Regions from separate parts of the Mus musculus genome. Here region 1 is linked to region 2. Evidence: chromatin contacts called from public HiChIP or PLAC-seq data. All regions are on one chromosome and are shown on one strand. The core of a region is the stretch at or near the end of the contact, and the rest is flanking DNA. Distances in the headings are between cores, read along the strand shown. Region 1 overlaps Otog (otogelin). Region 2 overlaps Nomo1 (nodal modulator 1).

Evidence for each region. HiChIP or PLAC-seq counts read pairs in DNA pulled down with a chosen protein or histone mark.
Region 1: an H3K27ac HiChIP or PLAC-seq map of epiblast stem cells shows a contact between it and region 2, with 4 times the contacts expected there. The contact joins two enhancer-like sites. A contact is called at or near these places in 5 of 39 promoter capture datasets (3T3-L1-derived adipocytes, the HPC-7 cell line, embryonic stem cells and 1 more), 2 of 484 Hi-C or Micro-C datasets (cortical neurons and muscle stem cells), 9 of 115 datasets of contacts at active chromatin or transcription factors (SST interneurons, acute myeloid leukemia, embryonic basal ganglia and 3 more) and 5 of 9 other capture datasets (adipose tissue, embryonic stem cells, liver and 2 more).

The regions. Positions count from the first base shown.
Region 1 is chr7:46,249,620-46,254,314 of GRCm38.p6, forward strand. Otog (otogelin) reads left to right here. Exons shown (of 56, transcript NM_013624.2): 8 at 314-519; 9 at 1,340-1,470; 10 at 1,659-1,765; 11 at 2,360-2,469; 12 at 2,840-2,968; 13 at 4,492-4,600. Among named protein-coding and RNA genes, the nearest start is that of Otog, 11 kb to the left of the region's middle. Within about 2 kb of position 2,417, at least 11 of the 459 cell types and tissues checked have an H3K27ac peak or open chromatin away from gene starts, as enhancers often do. A contact at or near this core is called in epiblast stem cells, where this site is marked.
Region 2 is chr7:46,083,717-46,088,479 of GRCm38.p6, forward strand. Nomo1 (nodal modulator 1) reads left to right here. Exons shown (of 31, transcript NM_153057.4): 31 at 1-496. The coding sequence ends at 18. Among named protein-coding and RNA genes, the nearest start is that of Kcnj11, 14 kb to the right of the region's middle. Within about 2 kb of position 1,380, at least 39 of the 459 cell types and tissues checked have an H3K27ac peak or open chromatin away from gene starts, as enhancers often do. A contact at or near this core is called in epiblast stem cells, where this site is marked.

The DNA of each region.
Region 1 (4,695 bases), core at 1,167-3,666, 170 kb after region 2:
CCCCTTCCTTTCCATTCGTCCTGTTCACAGTAAAACGAAGTCCCTCTTAGACGTTATCGGCTCTCTCCCGCCAGCTGGGAGCTGATGGATTGACTCTCAAGATTTATCCCTGCCAATGATTTTGAAAGCCCCCTGAAAATAAAAGAATCCCCATGCACTTTGATGCACTTAGGTATTCTGGAAACTTGGAGGATGAGAACTTAAAGAACTCATGTCACTGGGTAGGGGTGGCTGGCTGTCCCTGTGGTAAAAAAAAAGACCAGGACCCGTGGGAGTTGTGTGGACACTCTGCATCCCTGGGCTTTGCTCTCAGGGTCCAGCTGCCGCAGGTGGTGGGGGGTGTGCAGCTGCAGCAGCTGGCTGGTTACGTCATCGCGAGGCATCCGTCAGCCTTCACCCTGGCCTGGGATGGTATCTCAGCCATTTACATCAAGATGAGCCCTGAGTTTCTGGGCTGGACCCATGGGCTGTGTGGGAACAACAATGCTGACCCTCAGGATGACCTGGTGACCAGTTACGGTGAGTCTGAGGGAAGGTGCCTTGTGGGATATTTTGCTAGGGATGGAGATTGGTCAGGATTGCTCTGTGCAGACCTCTGACATCATGGCCATGGTAGTAAAAACCCAATGGGAGACAAGGGCTCGCTTGCAAAACTCTGTCACGTTAGGCATGTTCTCAGCCATGTTCTGGACCTCAGTCCTCTTAATTGTGAAGTATTCATGATGAGAATTTAAACTGGGGCTGTGTGCAGATCCACTGCACACTTGGCTAGGTGGGTTTGATCCCACAAGGTTTCCACGGGAAGTGGGGAGTCAGAGGGTAAGAGAAAGCCGGGAAGAGAAAGGGCCAGGCTGGAGCCGAAGTCTCTGATTGACATGTGGATGAGAACTACAGGTGAAGCTCAGGGCACATCATGATGGCCCTGGCAGAAAGCTTGGCGGTGGGCGGCCCTTTGAGTACCCGCCATGCGCTGAACACTTTACAGCTATAGTTCTTTGCAGCCTCCTCCTCGGGGCTTAGTTCTCTTTTCTGCAGGTGGGGAAACTGAGGCTGAGATGGGTGTAGGCACTTGTTCAAACCTGCACACTGGTCCCCTCCACTATACCATGCTGCCTCTATTGAGTGTGGAGTAGCTGTGAGACAGTACAGGCGTAGGACATTCGTATCTTTTTGATGAGACGGCTTTTCCAAGAGACTGGCTCAGTTGGGAACCCAGCGTAGGGTGGGAGCGCTGGAGGCTGGCTCCTGCCAAATGGCTCTCCCTTATCTCCTGCCTCTGCCTCAGAGCCCTCAGCCCTGCTGCCCACCCACCTCATCATGATACCAGTTTTCCCTGCAGGGAAGGTGACTGATGATGTAGGGGAGTTTGTACACAGCTGGCAGGAGCAGGTCCCCAACAGCCCTCCAGGACCTGTGACTACTTCCCTGCCTCGCCCACCATGCCTGCAGCAGAGCCCAGCATCCATGCAGGTCTGTGTCCTGGGGAGAACCCCCCTCCCCAGTAGAGAGCTATTGGTCACAGGGCCCTGGATGGTACATACCCATGGCCCCTTCCCTTTATCCTCTGCCTTCCTTTTGCTTAAGTTGGGGTTCCCTGTGGGATGGTGAATCAGAGCCTGCTGTCCTCCCAGCCCAGCTCCTGCCTCTGCCCCATGCAGGGTGTGTATGAGCGGTGTGAAGTACTGTTGAGGCCTCCTTTCGACACCTGCCATGCTTATGTCAGCCCTCTGCCCTTCGCAGCCAGCTGTACCAGTGACCTCTGCCAGTAAGTGGGCAGCTAGGTGGTGGGCTGTAGGGAGCGTCTTCCAATATTGGGATAAGGGATCAGGATGTGGGCCAACAAGCTGGACAATACGTGGTCATTATAGAACTGCTTGCCAAAGCTCTAAAATTCTTATTTGCCAAGATGGGTTTCAGCTGTCCCATTTAACCGAGGCTCAGAGATGGAACTCAACTCCCTCGGGGTCACACAGCAATTTGGCAATGATACTAGGGCTGGAACCTAGGTGTCCTGCTTTGAGACTCTGTGTAGCAGGATACCTTCCTAGAGGAGGGTGCTCTGACATTCTGAGAGTGTTTACAGCAACAGTTCTCAAGCTGAAGGTTGCGGCTCTCTGGGGTTCAAACCACCCTTTCACAGGAGTGGCCTAAGATCATCAGAAAACACAGATATTTACATTATGATTTATAACAGTAACAAAATTACAGTTATGAAGTAGTAACAAAAATAATTTTATGGTTGGGGGGGGTCATTACACCATGAGGAACTATTATTTGGAAGGTTTTCAATCACCTGGTCTATGGGATGGTGGCAATTGGTGACAGGCCAGACTTTCTCACATGCAATATCCTTGTACAGATCAGGAGGCGATGAAGCCACTTGGTGCCGAGCACTGATGGAATATGCCCGGGCATGTGCACAGGCAGGGCGCCCTCTGCAGGGCTGGAGGACCCAACTCTCACAATGCAGTAGGTTCAAGGTGGAGGCAGGCAGGGAGGGGGTTCAGATGAGTTCTGATGTGGGCTGTGGGTAGCCAGTCCTGCCCACTCAGAGCCACAGCTGTCAGAACCTTAACTTCTGAGGTTCCATCCTTATAACAGATGGGAGAAGTAAGACTGAGCCTGAGGGATGGGTCTGGGGCCATCAAGTGAGGTGAAAGTCTCAGAGTACCCCGACCTGAGTTCACCAGTCTCTTGGACACCAAATACTCCAACTGGGACTGGAGGGTCTGGGAAATGAGAGCCCTCTCATTCCCATTCCAGGACCTGGGGTGAGGTGGGTGTTGGCCAAACAAATAGACCATAACCTCCCTCCCTCCCTCCCTCCTTTCCTTCCAAGCTGTGCACTGCAAAGAGAAGGCCTTCATCTATAACGAGTGTATTGCTTGCTGTCCGGCTTCCTGCCAATCCCGTGCTTCATGTGTAGACAGTGAGATCACCTGTGTGGATGGCTGCTACTGCCCCAATGGTTGGTTGTGGGGAGAGTGGGGGTTGGTAGTGGCCTAAATGTGTCTCCCTGGCCTGGCATGGATACGAGGGAATCGGAGCTCAGAGGATACCTGCTTGTGGAGTGAATGAGGGGACAAACAGTGAAGCCAATAAGTAAATGACAGGCTTAAGGGAGGTGAGGACGAGGGCAGAGCTTGGCGTCTCCACAGTTTGGGTCATCAAGCCATCTGCCTTCCTTTGGACTGAGCTTTCCAGGTGAAGACAAGCCATCCATCCACATCCCTGCACATGATTTTGATTAAGCATCCATCCACAGTTGTGTTGTCCTATATCCGATGACGTGTTTATGATGCATGAGTAACTTGACTGGGTGGAAGGGTGAGATCGGAAACTGTAAAGCTGGAGCTGACCAGAGCTTTACAATCTGTAGAGTGCTTGTTTAGCCTGGGCAAAGCCCTAGCTTCCTCCCCAGCGCTGCCTGAGCGGGGCGTGGTGACGCACACCTGTAGCACTAGCACTGGCGAGGGGAAGGCCGGAGAGTCAGGCATTCAAGATCATCCTTTGTTATCTAAGAGTTCAAGGCCATCCTGAGACCCATGGGACCCTGTCTCAACAAAGCAAAGTGACAGGCTTTGATTTTAAGCAACAGAGCCTGCTTTGAGGGATGTGACACTCCAGCCCAAGCTACGGTGAGGTGAAGGCCGGCTCAGGGAGTCAGAAAAGAAGAGCTCTGGGGATTCGTGCAATGTAGGGAAGCCAGGAAAGGTCTCCGGAGGCAGTGGAGACAGAATGGCAGGGTTTGAGAGGTGGTGTGCAATTTTGGGGTGATACATGGAGTAAAGTCTGCCCAGAAGGGGGTTGGTGCCCTGCCTGAGCCAGGATTTAGAGGAGAGTTTGAAAGTGAACTCAGCAAGAAGCGCATGCTGCCAGCAGCCTGATGCGGCTGTCTCCTGAGAGGCTCTGCCAGAGCCTGACCAATACAGATGAGGATGCTCGCAGCCAACCACTGGACTGAGCATTGGGTCCCCAATGGAGCAGTTAGAGAAAGGACTGAAGGAACTGAAGGGGTTTGCAACCCCATATGAAGAACAACAATATGAACCAACCAGACCCCCTAGAGCTCCCAGGGACTAAACCACTAACCAAAGAGTACACACAGAGGGACCCATGGCTCCAGCTGCGTATGTAGCAGAGGATGGCCTTGTTGGGCATCACTGGGAGGAGAGGTTCTTGGTCCTGGGAAGGCTCAATGCCCCAGTGTAGGGGAATGCTAGGGCAGGGAAGTGAGAGTGGGTCGGTGGGTGAGCACCCTCATAGAAGCAGGGGGAGGAGGGATGGGATAGAGGGCCTCCAGGGGAATATTGGGGAAGGGAAAAACATTTTAAATGTAAATAAAGAAAATATACAATTAAAGAAAGGAAGAAAGTGGGCTCAGTAGAGAAATGGCTCTGAGTATGGGGACCTTTATCTAAGAGTTCAGGCATCCACCATAGGGGCTTGTGAGCAGAGGCAGTGGTGAGTGGGTCTTTGCTGTCACCCTAGGGCTGATCTTTGAGGATGGAGGCTGCATGTCACCAGCTGAGTGTCCCTGTGAATTCCATGGAACCCTGCACCCGCCTGGCTCTGTGGTGACAGAAGACTGCAATGCCTGGTCTGTGTCCCCTGCCTGGAGGGAGGGGCCTGGGAAGGTCAGAGCTTCCTGTCAGGCTGCATGCCTGGGGTTGAGGAACCCTGGACAAGCAAGGG
Region 2 (4,763 bases), core at 130-2,629:
AAGACCAGACGCACGTGAGGAAGAAGGAGGCCCCGTCTCCTGCAGATGACACAGCCAGGGCTGCCGCCTGCCTGGGGACAAAGGCACATGCTCACTCACTTCAGGCAGGCCCTGGGCCCTGTCACCCTTGTGTTGGTGTCCTGCCTGTCTGTCCTCTCCTGTGTAGCCCTGTGGTGCAATGCGACGAATGGACCCTCCTGTCACCCTGCTGAACACAATTTATTTTCTGAGTTGAAGATAATTTATTATTATTATTTTTGTCAGAGAAGTATTTAAGCTGAGCTGGTGGCGTGAGAACATAATCTAATCTTCCACATTCGTTTGCAAGAAGAGTCCAGGAAACATGGCGTTGGTCTGCTGTGCCTTCTGGACTTTCCCCAAACCGCCCCCTGCACTCGAGGCCCGTGCCAGAAGCTGCAGCAACATCTGTCCCTCCCAGAAGGGTCTGTCAACAGCTGGATGAATAAAGTCAGCCACTCGTTTGTGTTGTAACTTGGCATAGTGTGGGGTGCATACAGAGCGGGTGGGCATTCAGCCCCAGCGACAGAGGCTGTGGGGACTGCCCTGTGTGGCACAGCCAACCTGTGGCTGAGCTCAGCTCACTGTGGTCCCTGGATGTACGTCCTGTATCTTAGAGAAGCCAGAAGAACTCTGTTGTGCTGGGCTTTAAAAGTATTTCACTTCTTGGGGAGGGGTGTCTGTCCGTCTGTGTATATCTGTGTCAACTGGCCACTTGACACGCATGTGGGTTTGCTTGCTGCACAGGGGAGGTGAGCCTCATGAGCCTCTGGAACAGATGAGACATAATCTATACGGTGTGTGGATATGGGTATCCATTCTAACTCTCCAAGTGACAGCACAGTGAACACCCCCCTTAAGTACTAATGGGGCGTTTAATTGACACTCTATAAAGGCTGAAAGCCTGTGGGAGACAACTAGATGTCAGTGGGCTCTGTCCCTCTGCAAAGGTAGCCATAGGACTTTGTGTATTCCAGGTGGCCGCCAGGTGGGCGTCGGGCTGTGAGAAGCTGCAGGACCCTGCGCCGGGGGTGGGGAAGCACAGGCTGAGGTCCCCGTGGAACTGCTGGAGTCAGGCTCTGACTCTTGGGCACCACAGATGCCTCTGGTTGCCGTGGAAGAGCTGGCTCTGGGGTCCCCGAGCCACACAGATAACAGGGACTGCAGGTTCTAGCTCTTGGATACCACAGATGCCAGTGGCGCAAGAGCTGAGGACAGAGTGGGGGCCTGTGGGGCCTCTGGCCCGGGGCCAAAGGGAAAAGGGCAGGAGGAAACCAGCTCCGGCTGGTTTCCGCAGGGAGGGGAGTCTTTGCCTTGCTTGGTCTGTGGCTTGGGTTGGTGTAGACAGTGACTGGGAGTGCTGAGAGGCCTTCCTGCGGGAGCTTAGATGCGCGGCTCTTTAGAGGAAGACCTGCTCCATTGCTCCAGCACAGCGGATCCTGACGAGAAGAGACAGTCTGTGGCCACGTGGAGAGAGTTGGGAAGGGAATGCCGAGAGAAGGGAAGCAAGAGGTCAGGAGAGAAGCAATCAGGAAGCAGGTGTAGAAGTAAGAGGAGGGGCAAGCAGCCCCGTTTATAGTGGGCCAGCTCACCTGGCTGTTGCCAGGTAACTGTGGGGGCGGAGTCCAGACAGATCACCAGGAGCTTGGGGTGTTGCCCTATGTGACTGATGGTCACAGAATTATGGATCTGGGGCCTCATGTCAGGAGCCTAGTTAGTGTCTGGGACCATGGCAAACAGGCCTTCTGTCCCTTGCAGAGTTATCTGCTGGGTGTCCGGGGTTTAAACCTAGTTCGACCAGAAAACAGGCTGCCTTTCACGGTCCCACACAAAGTGGGTGTACACCCTGTGCTCCAGTACTTGGCAGGTGGAGGAAGGAGGATAAGAAATTCAGGGTCATCCTCAGCTACATAATGAGCTTAAGGCCAGCTCGGGCTACATGAGAAAATGCCAAGAAAACAAGCCTAAGACATGACTAAGGAAGGATACCTCGAAACGCTTCCAGCTATAGCTCTTCAATCCAAGCTTCACGCTTTCCCCCTGGTCTCTCCTGTTACATGAGTGAGCACCCAAAGCCAGGAAGAACCAGTCCCTACAGGCCAGAGTAGCCTGAGAGAAGCGTTGGTCAAGCTCAGGGGACAAGGCTGCTTGTTACCGTGATGGTTAAGTGCTGTCAGCTTGATGGGATTTAGAATCGCCATGGAAACAAATGTTGGTCCACCTCTGAGGGATTTTCTAGATTAGGTTATCCATGTGGGAAGATGCACCTTAAGTGTGGGTGGTCCCAGACCACGGGCTAGGATTGGAGACTGTGATCTGAGCAGAGTCCACGTCTCTGACTCCTGACTGGGGACGTGGCAGGACCAACTGCTACACGCTCCTGCTATGCTTTCCCTCCATGGGGCTCCATATCCCATGAAGCACTGAGCTTAAGTACATAGCCTTTATAAAGTGTTTTCTATTAGCTTTGTTTGGTTTTTGTTGATAAGATAGAAACATGTGGATGTTTGTGGCCTCTTGGCTGCAGCGGGTACTGGAGGCAGACCAGGCTCAGGATGAGTCTCCTAGAATCCACATTGCCCTGGATAGTCTCCACTTCTGTATTAGTCAGGATCTTGGCTCTGCCGGGATCTTTCTGGGGCTGAGCGGGATGGTGAGCCCAAAAGAAACACAATGAGCGGGGAGACTTGTCGAAGCAGGAACTCAACTTTATGGTGTCAGCCTCTCCCTTATATAAGTTCAGAACATAGGGAGGGGGATTATTGGTGAGGTAAGATGACATAGGAGGCGGGGAAGGGTGATGGAGGATATGGGGTGACTGACAGGGCCAATGGCAAAGCTCTACCTCAGCAAAGGCGGGGCAGAGGCAGGGCCAAAACAGGTCTTGCTGAGTCACTGAAGTGACTGAGACAGGTCTCAAAACTCAAGCCAGGCTTAGGCTCTCCCACAAGGCTGCAGAAACTCGAGCCAGGCTCAGGTGTGTCCTCAAGGCCCAAACCAGGGTCAAAATGGGGCCCAACATTCTGGAGTGACAGAACTTCTGCAATGTTTCTATATATTAAGGGAATTTATTGTAATGACTTTCAGTCTGTAGGCCGACTGACCCAACAGTGGGCAGCTGCGGGTGGGAAGTCCAAGAATCTAGTAGTTGCTCAGCCCCACGAGGCCAGTTGTTTCAGCTGGTCTTCTGTAGAAGCTGGGATCCTGAAGAAGTAGGTTCCAGCAGATGTGCTGGCAGGTAAGTGCAAGCAGATGAAGAAGAGTGAGCCCTTCCTTCTCCCAAGGTCCTTACGTGGGCCTCCAGCTGAAGGTGCGGCTCAGAATAAAGCTGTGTGCCACCACGCCTGGATCTGGAACTTGCTTTGCCCCAGGCTGGCCTTGAATCAGATCTGCTTGCCTCAGTCTCCTGGGATTAAAGGGGTGCACGTACCCTGCCTGGGCCACTATGGCCACTATGTTTCATGGCCACTATGCCTCAAGATCTCCATGTCAAGATCTGGGTCAGAAGCCTGAGTCTTCCAGCCTCACGATCTGGATCATGGATACGCCCTCCACTTCTGGATTGTGGTTCATCCCAGATGCGGCCAAGCTGACAACCAGGAATAGCCGTTACAACACCCAAGAATGTGCATGGCCCCTGTGACCAGTAGAATGACAGAGGGGTGAGAGTAGCTATTTCTTAGGTCAGATCATAAAGACGTTGTACTTATCATATGGACACTGGGGACACAGGATATTTAGTGTGAGCACAGGGCATCCCAGGGAAACTGAGAGCCTGCCAGAGATGTCATCTGGTCTGAGGAATGTTCTCAGTTTGGGCACAGCCCACCGCCATGTCTGTTGCTCTGTGGCTATTTTCGAAAAACCAAGATGAAAACCTCACAGGTTCTAACTAGGAAGGTGGCACCTGGTGAACTGTTTCTCCATTACCTTTCCTGGCTGCTCTGAGCTCTCAAGTTCTCCCTCTGCAGGAGCCACTGTCCAGCCTTCCTGTGGTCATGAAGTCATTCTAAGGATGTTACAACACTCTCAGAATACTACTGGTTATATTATTTATATTAATGTCTGTACGTGTTCATTTTGAACTATATTAAGATGACCAAATGCATGTTAGTTCTAATATCTACTTTTTGCATGTGTATGAACATGTTGCACGCATGTAAGGTGCAGATATATATGTGTGGTGCACTGTGGAAGCAGAGGCTGCTATGTTCTTCAATCATTCTCCCCATCGTTTAAAGAGGCAGGATCACTTGCTGATTCCAGAGCTCATCAAGTCAACTAGTCTGGCTACCTCCAGAGATCCTGTCTCCAAGTCTAGCATTCTGGGATGATAGGCTGGTCTCTACTCATGCCTGGCTTTCATGTGTGTGCTGGGGATCTGAACTCTGGTCCTCAGGCGTTATGCTCCGAGCATCTCCTCAGATCATCCTTTTCTTTACATCCCAGCACTCTTGGGGATGGAACCCAGGGCATTGCCCAATCCATTAAGCTTTATCCATAACGCCTGGCAATTTTATTTTTTTTGTGGAAAAACATAAACTGGAAGATGTTGAGAGAATACAGTTTGCATATTCAAACACATGAGTCTGGCTGGCTTGTGGAGTTTATGATTGTTGCTTCTGTGGTGCCTGCCCTCGGCAGGCAGGATGCAGATGGAATGGGAAGGAAGAGGGAGAGGCTGCTGTATCCTGCCGTCCCCGGTGAGCTCTGATGGGTTCCCACTTACTGTGGTTGTGGCTCCT